2 separate regions of the Zea mays genome follow, and region 1 is linked to region 2. A link is a contact called in public Hi-C data. All regions are on one chromosome and are shown on one strand. The core of a region is the stretch at or near the end of the contact, and the rest is flanking DNA. Distances in the headings are between cores, read along the strand shown. Region 1 has its middle 72 kb from the start of LOC100272993. Region 2 has its middle 19 kb from the start of LOC103633352.

Evidence for each region. Hi-C and Micro-C count contacts between places; a contact is called where the count stands out from the background.
Region 1: a contact with region 2 is called in a Hi-C map of ear, with 6 times the contacts expected there. The contact joins two enhancer-like sites. A contact is called at or near these places in 4 of 25 Hi-C or Micro-C datasets (bundle sheath, ear, leaf and 1 more).

Annotation. Positions count from the first base shown.
Region 1 is chr7:169,841,684-169,846,501 of Zm-B73-REFERENCE-NAM-5.0, reverse strand. No RefSeq gene overlaps it. Among protein-coding and RNA genes, the nearest start is that of LOC100272993, 72 kb to the right of the region's middle. Within about 2 kb of position 2,846, at least 11 of the 20 cell types and tissues checked have an H3K27ac peak or open chromatin away from gene starts, as enhancers often do. A contact at or near this core is called in ear and tassel, where this site is marked.
Region 2 is chr7:169,691,244-169,695,595 of Zm-B73-REFERENCE-NAM-5.0, reverse strand. No RefSeq gene overlaps it. Among protein-coding and RNA genes, the nearest start is that of LOC103633352, 19 kb to the right of the region's middle. Within about 2 kb of position 2,870, at least 18 of the 20 cell types and tissues checked have an H3K27ac peak or open chromatin away from gene starts, as enhancers often do. A contact at or near this core is called in ear and tassel, where this site is marked.

The sequences.
Region 1 (4,818 bases), core at 1,597-4,096, 150 kb before region 2:
CCATCAGATGATCGAAAGGCTGGGAAGAGAGAGAGAGAGATTTACACGAAGACAGAGACATGGACAGCAATGTGTGCCCTATGGTACTAGCTTAGTTCGTCCGTTTCCGATACTCAAACTACAGTAGATGGCTGCACAATGCGCAGGCGCAATACACTCTTTCCCCCATTCCGTCTAACAGTAAATTTAGTATCTAAGTTATCTCCTCTAAAATCCATCATAATATATATATATATTTTTTCATATTAGACCTATTTCATTCCATACATGTTATGTTTCAAAGTTTCAGTAAACTTTTTTTTTTACTGTCGACGGGGGAGGATCTCCCACCTGAAATTCATTGTACAAGGTCGTGGTTACAACGAGAGGTACATCGGCGTTTCCATCGAAGTTCAATAAATTTAAAAATAAACTAGGACAAACTCTATTAAAGTTGATTTATCTGGTCTTGTGAGTATATGTTTGAAACCAAGTACACTCACACATGTGGCCATTGGGCATTGGCCAAAAGGGTCCAGCGAAGATGGAGCACACAATTTTTTTACCGTTTCTATAGACAGGAACCCAGGAAGGTCTTATGGTGAAATGTTTTTTGTTTGTTTGTTTGTGTGTGTGTGTGGAAGCCGCCACAAATAAATTGGTAGCGCTGGGACCAATGCAACAAGTAGCAGGTTTGGCAAGTGACTACTACTACTACTAGCTTAGTCAACAAACACTCAACGGACAGCGTTGTACAAGTTTACTAGCTAGCTAGCTTCTTTGCTTTGTGCATTTTGATATAACAAAGCTAGACGGCTGCGCCGGCGCCAATATAATTATTAGTACACGGTTGAAATCTGGGCACATCAAGTGATGAAAACAAATACGGTGAGAAAGGCCATGCCGAGAGGAATGGATTTGTATCGTTTTCAAGACAGGATGGTCTCAGGAGGGAAGCCAGTTTTTTTTCCCTGGGAACCCGCCATAAATTAGTATTGCATTATTGTTCTGATGTGAAGTTTGCAGTAGAAAAGATAGCTAAAGTGTAGATAGAGTAGAGGGGAGATTGAGAGGAACCAAATTATTTGGTGTTTGCTCCTAACCCTCCTTATTCTTCACCACAGAAATGTGATATTCTCGCTGTGTTCTCCTGTCTATGACGGCCCGAGCGATCTTAGATCTACCTAAGGGCGTGTTCGTTTGTGCCGGATTGGTGGGTCGGAACGATTCCTAACCGGATTGCTTCTCTAATTTATATAAACTTTGATTAGCTGGAACGATTTCGGTTGCAATCCGACACAAACGAACAAGGCCTAAAGTGTGATCTAAATCGGCGTCAAAGATTTTTTTTTCTCTTTATCTGGTACAACAAAAATTAAACCTGTTCGTTCTTTTTAAGAGCCTATAGGATTTGGTTCCAGTTTAAATTATAAAAGTATTTGATTTAATTTTTGTTGTTCCTTTTCATACCAAAGGCGCAAAATTTTGTTTTTATGGGCTTGAGAAACGAAAAGGTTTCTCTGGGCCAAAAGAAACCGACGGAAGCCTAGTGAAGCCTTTGGCAGAAGACGTAGTCACTCGACAAAACTGAGCCATTGGACTTTTGTGCATGAGGATAACTCGGCCCATTTGACGTATCGGCACAATATGGAACCAAATTAAACCAAAATTTGGGCTGACGCTTCCCGTGGCCCTTTTTAAAATAAACAAAGAACGTACAATTTTGATCACAAGTGTAATAATAATATGCTTGCTTTATCATAAAACACTTGACGTTATATGATCCAAATTTTACGTTAAAATAATTGTCTTCCGTACTTTTTTAATGTACGTTTACTTTCTTACAGAACATCTTTTTTTAATCGATCTTTATCTCTATTTCTCCCATTCTCTCTCTTTTGTTTTATATGCACTACGTCTTTTTTTTTACTTCATCTAAATCCTTATGTTCAAATCTTTCGACTGTTTTAGGATGGAAAAGGGGTACATACGTGATTGGGCATATACGGACTATATATATAGAGTAGAATATTTCCTTTTCTTTAGAAAAAATAGTGTGGTACTTCTTTCGTTCCAAATTATAAGATGTTTGATTTCTATATACATAGTTTTTATGGCTTTAAACATACACTATATATCTAGATGAGTAAATAAAATGTACTACCTCTGTACCAAAATAAAATCCGTTTTAGGCCAATGTTAGGTTCATCAAAGACTTGATGGATGTATTTTATATATGTGTCTAGATTTATGCTCACTTATTTGAATATAGATATAAAAACTAAGAGCTAAAACGACTAATATTTTAGAACAGATGGAGTATTAACAGACCAAAACGTCTTATAATTTGATTATATAGTAAACATAATATATTAGAAAATATAAAGGGCCTTATATAATTTGAATAGAGAGAGTACCCATTTCATTCCATTCCATATATATATTTGACCAGAATTTTGCATGTAAGCCATTGTATTTCAGGTAGGTTTAACGGCGGCCGTGCACGAGCGCGATAGGCCGGCGTTCCGCCTATCACTACTTCACTAGGGTTGAAGATCCAAAATCCCTGCAAAAGTTTTAATTTGTTCCCAACGATGTCAGTCGCCATTTGCATCCTTGTCAGTCTGAGTTTTCTAAAGCGGAACGCACGCGATTCATCTGCGTGGTTCCCGGCACGTGGCGTTCAGTGGTGGCGCTGCAATGGCACACGTTGGCATCATCAGAACGATTATATGCATGCTATTGGTAGTAGGCTTCGTGGACGTACGTGAACACAGTTTCGGTTGCCCATCACCAACACCACCAGATCCATAGACGAATGCTCCCCAGCGCCTGCGCCCGCCATGTGCCCGTATGCAGGCCCGCGTGACTGCAGGTATGTACTTACGGTCCTTGGCTCTGACAGTCAGATGGCTTGACGCGCGCGGCCTACCCTGACGCAGCACGATGCATAGTAGCAGTACATTCCCTTCAGCATCCTGCACCGGCACCACTCCACCGCACGACCTCCGAGGGCCAGCCGAGATGTTAAGCAAAAGAGAAAAGACGTCCTGTACCACTACGTATTTTTCCTGTCGATTCAGAATCAGTGTTCAGAGAAAATAATAGGACCTCTTATCTTCAGTTACATGCATGTTTGTATGCAGGCTGCCTAATCCTGTATCTTTTTGCGGCCTCCGTTGCGACACACGTATTTAGCAAGGTTCAGCGCTACCGCTACAGGCTGCATGCAACGAGAGGATATGTCGTATTTCGTATGATCGATGATCTGCACGTTGCGTTAATTGTCGCGCTCATAGCTTGCACGCAGTACAGAGCTGAAGCATTTCGAGCTTGCAAATTTAAGAAAAAACCGGAGGGAACGAAACGAGACGTTTGCAAAAGAACCATTTAGCACTGTAAATACTGCTACTTCAAGTAGCAAGTCGATCCATTCATGCGTTGCCTCTCTCATTGCTACTCCAAAACGATGGCCATGTTTTGCTCATTAGATGCTTCTTTCTCCCAGCCAAATAATCTTTTTACTCCAAATCGACTGACTTTAAGGCTCTCACCATAACGGAACCACACTGCTCTTAGGGCCCTGAGTTCTACAGACCTCCCCTGGCCCTAGCTAAGTGAGGAGTCAACCTAACTAACATTGAATAAAAGTATCCAGATGGGATAGCCCCACATCATGGGCGGATCCACATAGAGGACAAATGGGGGACATTGGTCCCCTCCATTTTTAATACCTCTTATACCTATTGTTTATTTAATGTTAGAGCATCTCTAACAATTTGACTCTAAAAATTCTCTACAAATTCAAATATTATATCATTTAAAGTGTTTAAGGCAATAAGAATACATTGATCTCCAACAGTTAAGCCCTAAATTAGGTATTTAGTAAGTAAATTATATGATTAGCAAATAAAAAGTTGATAATGATATAGAAAAAAGGATATGACACTAATTTATGGTGTAATATATTTGGGTCATTTCATTGTGTGTGTTCTATATTTTTTTCATTAAAAGTTATAAAATACGGCACTATTTATTGGACCTATCTTTTATGGGTTGAGCCATTCATTTCAATGCCACCTGCCTCGTTCCGACGTTGCCCAACTTTGTAACCTTCCTGACGTGCGATGCCACTCGAACATGCCCCCTTCCAGATGCCTCCGCCCTGCTCATCGTCGTGGCGACGCCGAACCACCCAGCAGGCTAAATCTCGTCCGTCGCAATGATATTGAGGGATGAGCATGTTCAAATGAAAGTGCATAAATCGTTCGAACTGTGGAGCTTTTATGTTAATATGGAGGAGAACCTCGAAACCATAGACTCTACCTGTGCGGTTTATTAGAGAATATTCATTTAAATTGTATTTCCTATAAGCTACAACACATGGTTTTAATTTGTTCCCTATGTGCGCAAACGGTTTAGCGCCCGATAGGGCACTTTCACATTCTAGTATTATTTATATGAAACTTGAATTCTATGTAACACTAGTTTTTTATGGGCTTGCTTGATTTTGTCGTGTGGTCGTCCTGGTCCACGTGAATTCTCATCCTGTGTCCGCCACTGTCCCACATCAACCAAAATGTCTAATGGTCTTTTGGTGTACCTAGGTGCAACGAGGCATAAGGCCTCTAGCACCCTAGGACCTTCATGGGTGAAATATTATAAGTCTTCAATGCACCTTGTGCCATGGAACTAATTAGTGTACAAGACCCCATGTGACTCATGCCCTAGGGCACCCATGCAACTAAGTCCTTGGGTATCCATGCCCCGTGGTGCTCATAACCATAAGTCCTCGAGGCCCCCAATGTCCCAAGGAACTTTATGAGCCTAGGTTCTCAA
Region 2 (4,352 bases), core at 1,621-4,120:
GCGAATACCGCGACCAACACATGCCTCGTTAAAACTCCGAAAAAACCCAGTGGGAAAAATGTGGAGAAAGAGTGCATGGTGACACAAATTGCATTTGCACTTTGTTGGCTCGTTAAAAACCTCATGTGAGAAACTTCAGGAAAACTCACCAAGGAAAAAGAGTACAACAACTGTCATCAGGACATATTTCGATCTTGTATATCTAGATTCAATTGAATCTTCTATAAAGGCTAACTTTAGAAATGTGCTCCCCCTAATCCTTGCAAAACCGTATCAATAAGGCAAAACATATTCTTCTGGAAGTATATGCATATAAAGATTTAGCAAACGGATTGCATATCCTTGCAAGGACTATTTCAGGAACTTTACCTCTACTCACTTCTAGGATATACGAGGTAAGTGCACGTATCAATATAAATAAGCCACCTTGATTGATGGTGTTCGATCGACTGGATCTATATATTTGATAAAAAGTTCCATAAAGGCTCACATATTGATCATCAAGCTCACGCCTTCAGGACATAGAATAAGACATTTATTGTCTCACGATTGTGATCAATATAAGCATTCGCTCCCCCTGACGGTGACATCTGTCAAAGTCTTTATCCCTCATAACTCAAGCATATTCTTCAAGATATATGTCTCATTGTTCATCTGGAATAACGAGAATGGATGAGGTTGGGGTGCTATCATTTTCTATCTTACACCACAATTTATACATAGTTGTGCAAAGCAAATAACATGTCCTTCAATAGGACTTAGGGGATAATATAGTTGCAATAGTACATATTCTAAATATGACACATCGCTCCAGGCGTTCATCCATCGCAACATCTACGATGGTGTAACAAAAGTCCATCAAAGATCATAATCCATTAGGGATTTTTCATCGATCAGATACATCGTTGTAGTCTGTCATTCTGGCACAATGGGGATATTTTGCCAGTAACACCTAAACCTTATAGATTTCTGCCATCGTGGCTTTAGAGGATACCGTAATTCCACATCAAGTGGAAAATACCATGAGTAAAACTCGTGGAATGCACATGTGCTTATTCGGTGAACTTCAAGTCCTTTGGTACCTCATCTTATTCCTTTTCGGGTCTGTATGGGTCTTTATCCCTTTATAGGGATTATCAAACTTTGGTGTTTAACACAGACTTTATGTCTTCTGGAAAGGTTCCATCTAGGAACTATAATCTCAAATAGAAGATATTCTCTCTACATAGAAGAGTGTTAATTCGTCAGGAATGTATTATTCGGTATGAGATTTATATGTTGCATATTTATAATTCAAATATATGAGTCCTTGTAGGATCTCATGCGGATCTTCAGAATCCTATTAACTGCATATTTTAATTCATGCCATTTGCCAGATAAAATAAATAGCGGAACAGTGGTTATTCAACACATATGTGGGATGGGTCTCTCACAAGACCACTTGAACCATCGCATTCACCACACATTATTTCAATAGTGCCCATAAATGTCCGAACTTCAAGCTCGTGACTTTCATTTTGCGATTATTGGTTCAGCCCCGATTGCATTTATCAATGACCCGATAAGAGAGCTTAAAGCACTCATGCCTAGGACTTTGTTTTGGATCCCTTTGCATCCATAAAATATGATAGAAAAATCACGCATGTAATTATCCGCATGTAAAATATGATAGAAAAATCACACATAGAAAAATCCAGGAGCCGTAGTTTTCCAACGCCAGAGCAATAAGCGGTTACGACTTGGTCAAAGAACTGGTATGGAGTGGGAGGCGGCCAGCCCAGATAGCGCATGTCACGTGCATGTGGGCATGCAAGTTTTTTTTTCATAACAAAAATCCTAACTACCTCAGCTTTCTCAGGCTTGTACGCACGTACACGCCCACGACATGAATGGATCACGACTTTGACCACATGAGCCGCCCCCATTCACCTCGCACTCTAGAACCATAGGATGCGCAGGATTCTCGTGACTAGGCGGGCACGAACTCGGGTGCACGGGCGAGATTGAGTGGAGCCTCACCGGACATGGTGGAGCGATTACGAGATTCTACCAACATTAGATCTAAAAAAAATTATACCGTTCAATTGCGTGATCCACTCAAAATTTCATACGGGCTCGCAGATAATATACGCGATGAACAATAAATTGCAGATCCGCTCAAAATTTCATACCGTGATTTCTGGTTCGACAAACGGGAACGAAGCCTGTCGCGTAGGACAGTTCGGCAAGGCCGGGGACCTGCCGGTGTGACGGAGAGTTGATGCAGATCTGATCTCGCAGCAACGTCGAGGTAGAGCGTGCTGATAACGTATTGAGAACTACGTTACCACGGATCACCAGATCCGCTTCCTTCCCTCCCGTCAGCAGTAGAGGCGCAAGAAGCTGTAGAGAACCCGTCTCCCTTCCCATAAGCACGACAGAGGAAACACACAAGACACTGGATATAGGGTTGGGCCTCTGGCCTCTTTCTGATCTCTGTTCCATATGAGGGGTACATGTTCTATATATAGAGACGTGATCGCCCTCAGGGGCATATTCGGTATTTGCCCACATAACCCTTCATTAGGGTTTCTCAACAAGTGCAACTCAGCATTCTGCAGGACCACATCAAGTTGTTGCTAATTCGTACCAACCGATCGAGAGCAAACGGATCAAACGACATGCAAAACCCGTGGCCGTAACAGTGGCATAGCAAAGCCAGGCAAAAAGATAAGCAAAAACAAAACTACGTACAAAACCTGAGGATAACATTGATTAGTGAGGAGCCTCGCTGCGGCCGCCACGAGAGCGATTCTCCAGCCATGCACGCCGTGCATGAGGCACGCACAAGAGCAGCGAATCTTTTCCAATCCCAAAAAAACAAATGCCTGAAACAGCCGTGATCTACTCATCTACAGGTGTGACACGCCTAGGACCTAGATAGGTTGAACCGCTGTGTACGTGCGCAGTGTTAAGTTCTTGCACGCAATTTGTTACTGATGGCAAATGGTGTGTGTGGCCTCTGTGCAACGGCGGATCCAAGGTATTTGGCTCGTCCGCCTAGCCAATAACCTGCTATGCTATGCTGCACAGAAAATTCCGACACAAAATACACTAGTACACGACAACAAATTTACCTGTGACATTTGCTGACGACGTTAAGCTCACGCACCATGCCTGACGAGAGTCGGGCTAGCTGGTCGCGTGCTCCCATCTCCTATCGAAAACAGTTGAAATACACTATCGTGACAATGACAACGAGATGTTAGACGAATCTATGTGTGCTACTCGACCGACCAATTGGAACGTGCTGTCCGAACAATTGAGGCACACCTGTAATAATCGCATCAAGTAAAGTTGTATCGTTGGAATAATCTAAAAAAATAAACACGAGGGCGCATCGTGTCCTCTCAAATAGTAGGCCGAACGTCACTGGGCCTTAGCCGGGCCACGTATTACTCTGCTTGGGCCAAAATGAAACGGCACGCCGGCCATTTTGACATGCCTGCCTGGGAGCTCAGATTGAAAAGGGTTATCTATGACTGAAGACCCTGCGAGAGCAGCGCACGCGGTCTGGGCCGCCCGTGACCTACTGCAATAACCGATAAGAACGCAGCTGGGCCGCGCGAGCTTTCTGTTTGCGTTGGTTAAATGAGATAACGCGAGGCCAGTGGTTCAGGCCGCCCCCGTCCGTCTTGACACTGACATGTAGGGCTGGGCATTCGGTTTTTTTCTAAACTTCGGTTCGGTTTTTCGGTTTTAAAAAACTTCGGTTTTTCAAACATTAGAAACCGATCGGTTTTCTAGAAAATGAAAAACCGAGAAGTTCGGATTCGGTTTTTTACTTCGGTTTTTCGGTAAAAACCGAATACCAAACTTATAATCAAGACAATACATACAACAAGTTTACATGATAGATTACACATAATTTTAAAAAGAAAAAATTATATAGGTACAAATATTTAGATATACATCATACATCACATACAAATAAGTGAATAACAATTTAATTGTATCACACAATTAGTTCACATAATCGAATAGTCAAATTTGAGAATTGATAAAGTTTGGTATTCGGTTTTTTCGGTTCGGTATACGGTGAAAACCGATTACGATACCGAAAACCGAACTTCTTAGATACAAAAACCGAAACCGAACCGAACTACCAAAAAAACCGAAATTTCGGTTCGGTTCGGTACGGTTCGGTTCGGTTTTTGGTTTATGGTAAAAATGTGCCCACCCCTACTGACATGGACGTGTGGCCGCTCCATCTCGGCGTTCCGAACCTCTTGGCCATGCCATGCTGTCAAGCGGCACGTTCTCCACGCTGCCGGTCTACTTTACGAGCACAGTACCAGTACTACGAACCAGGA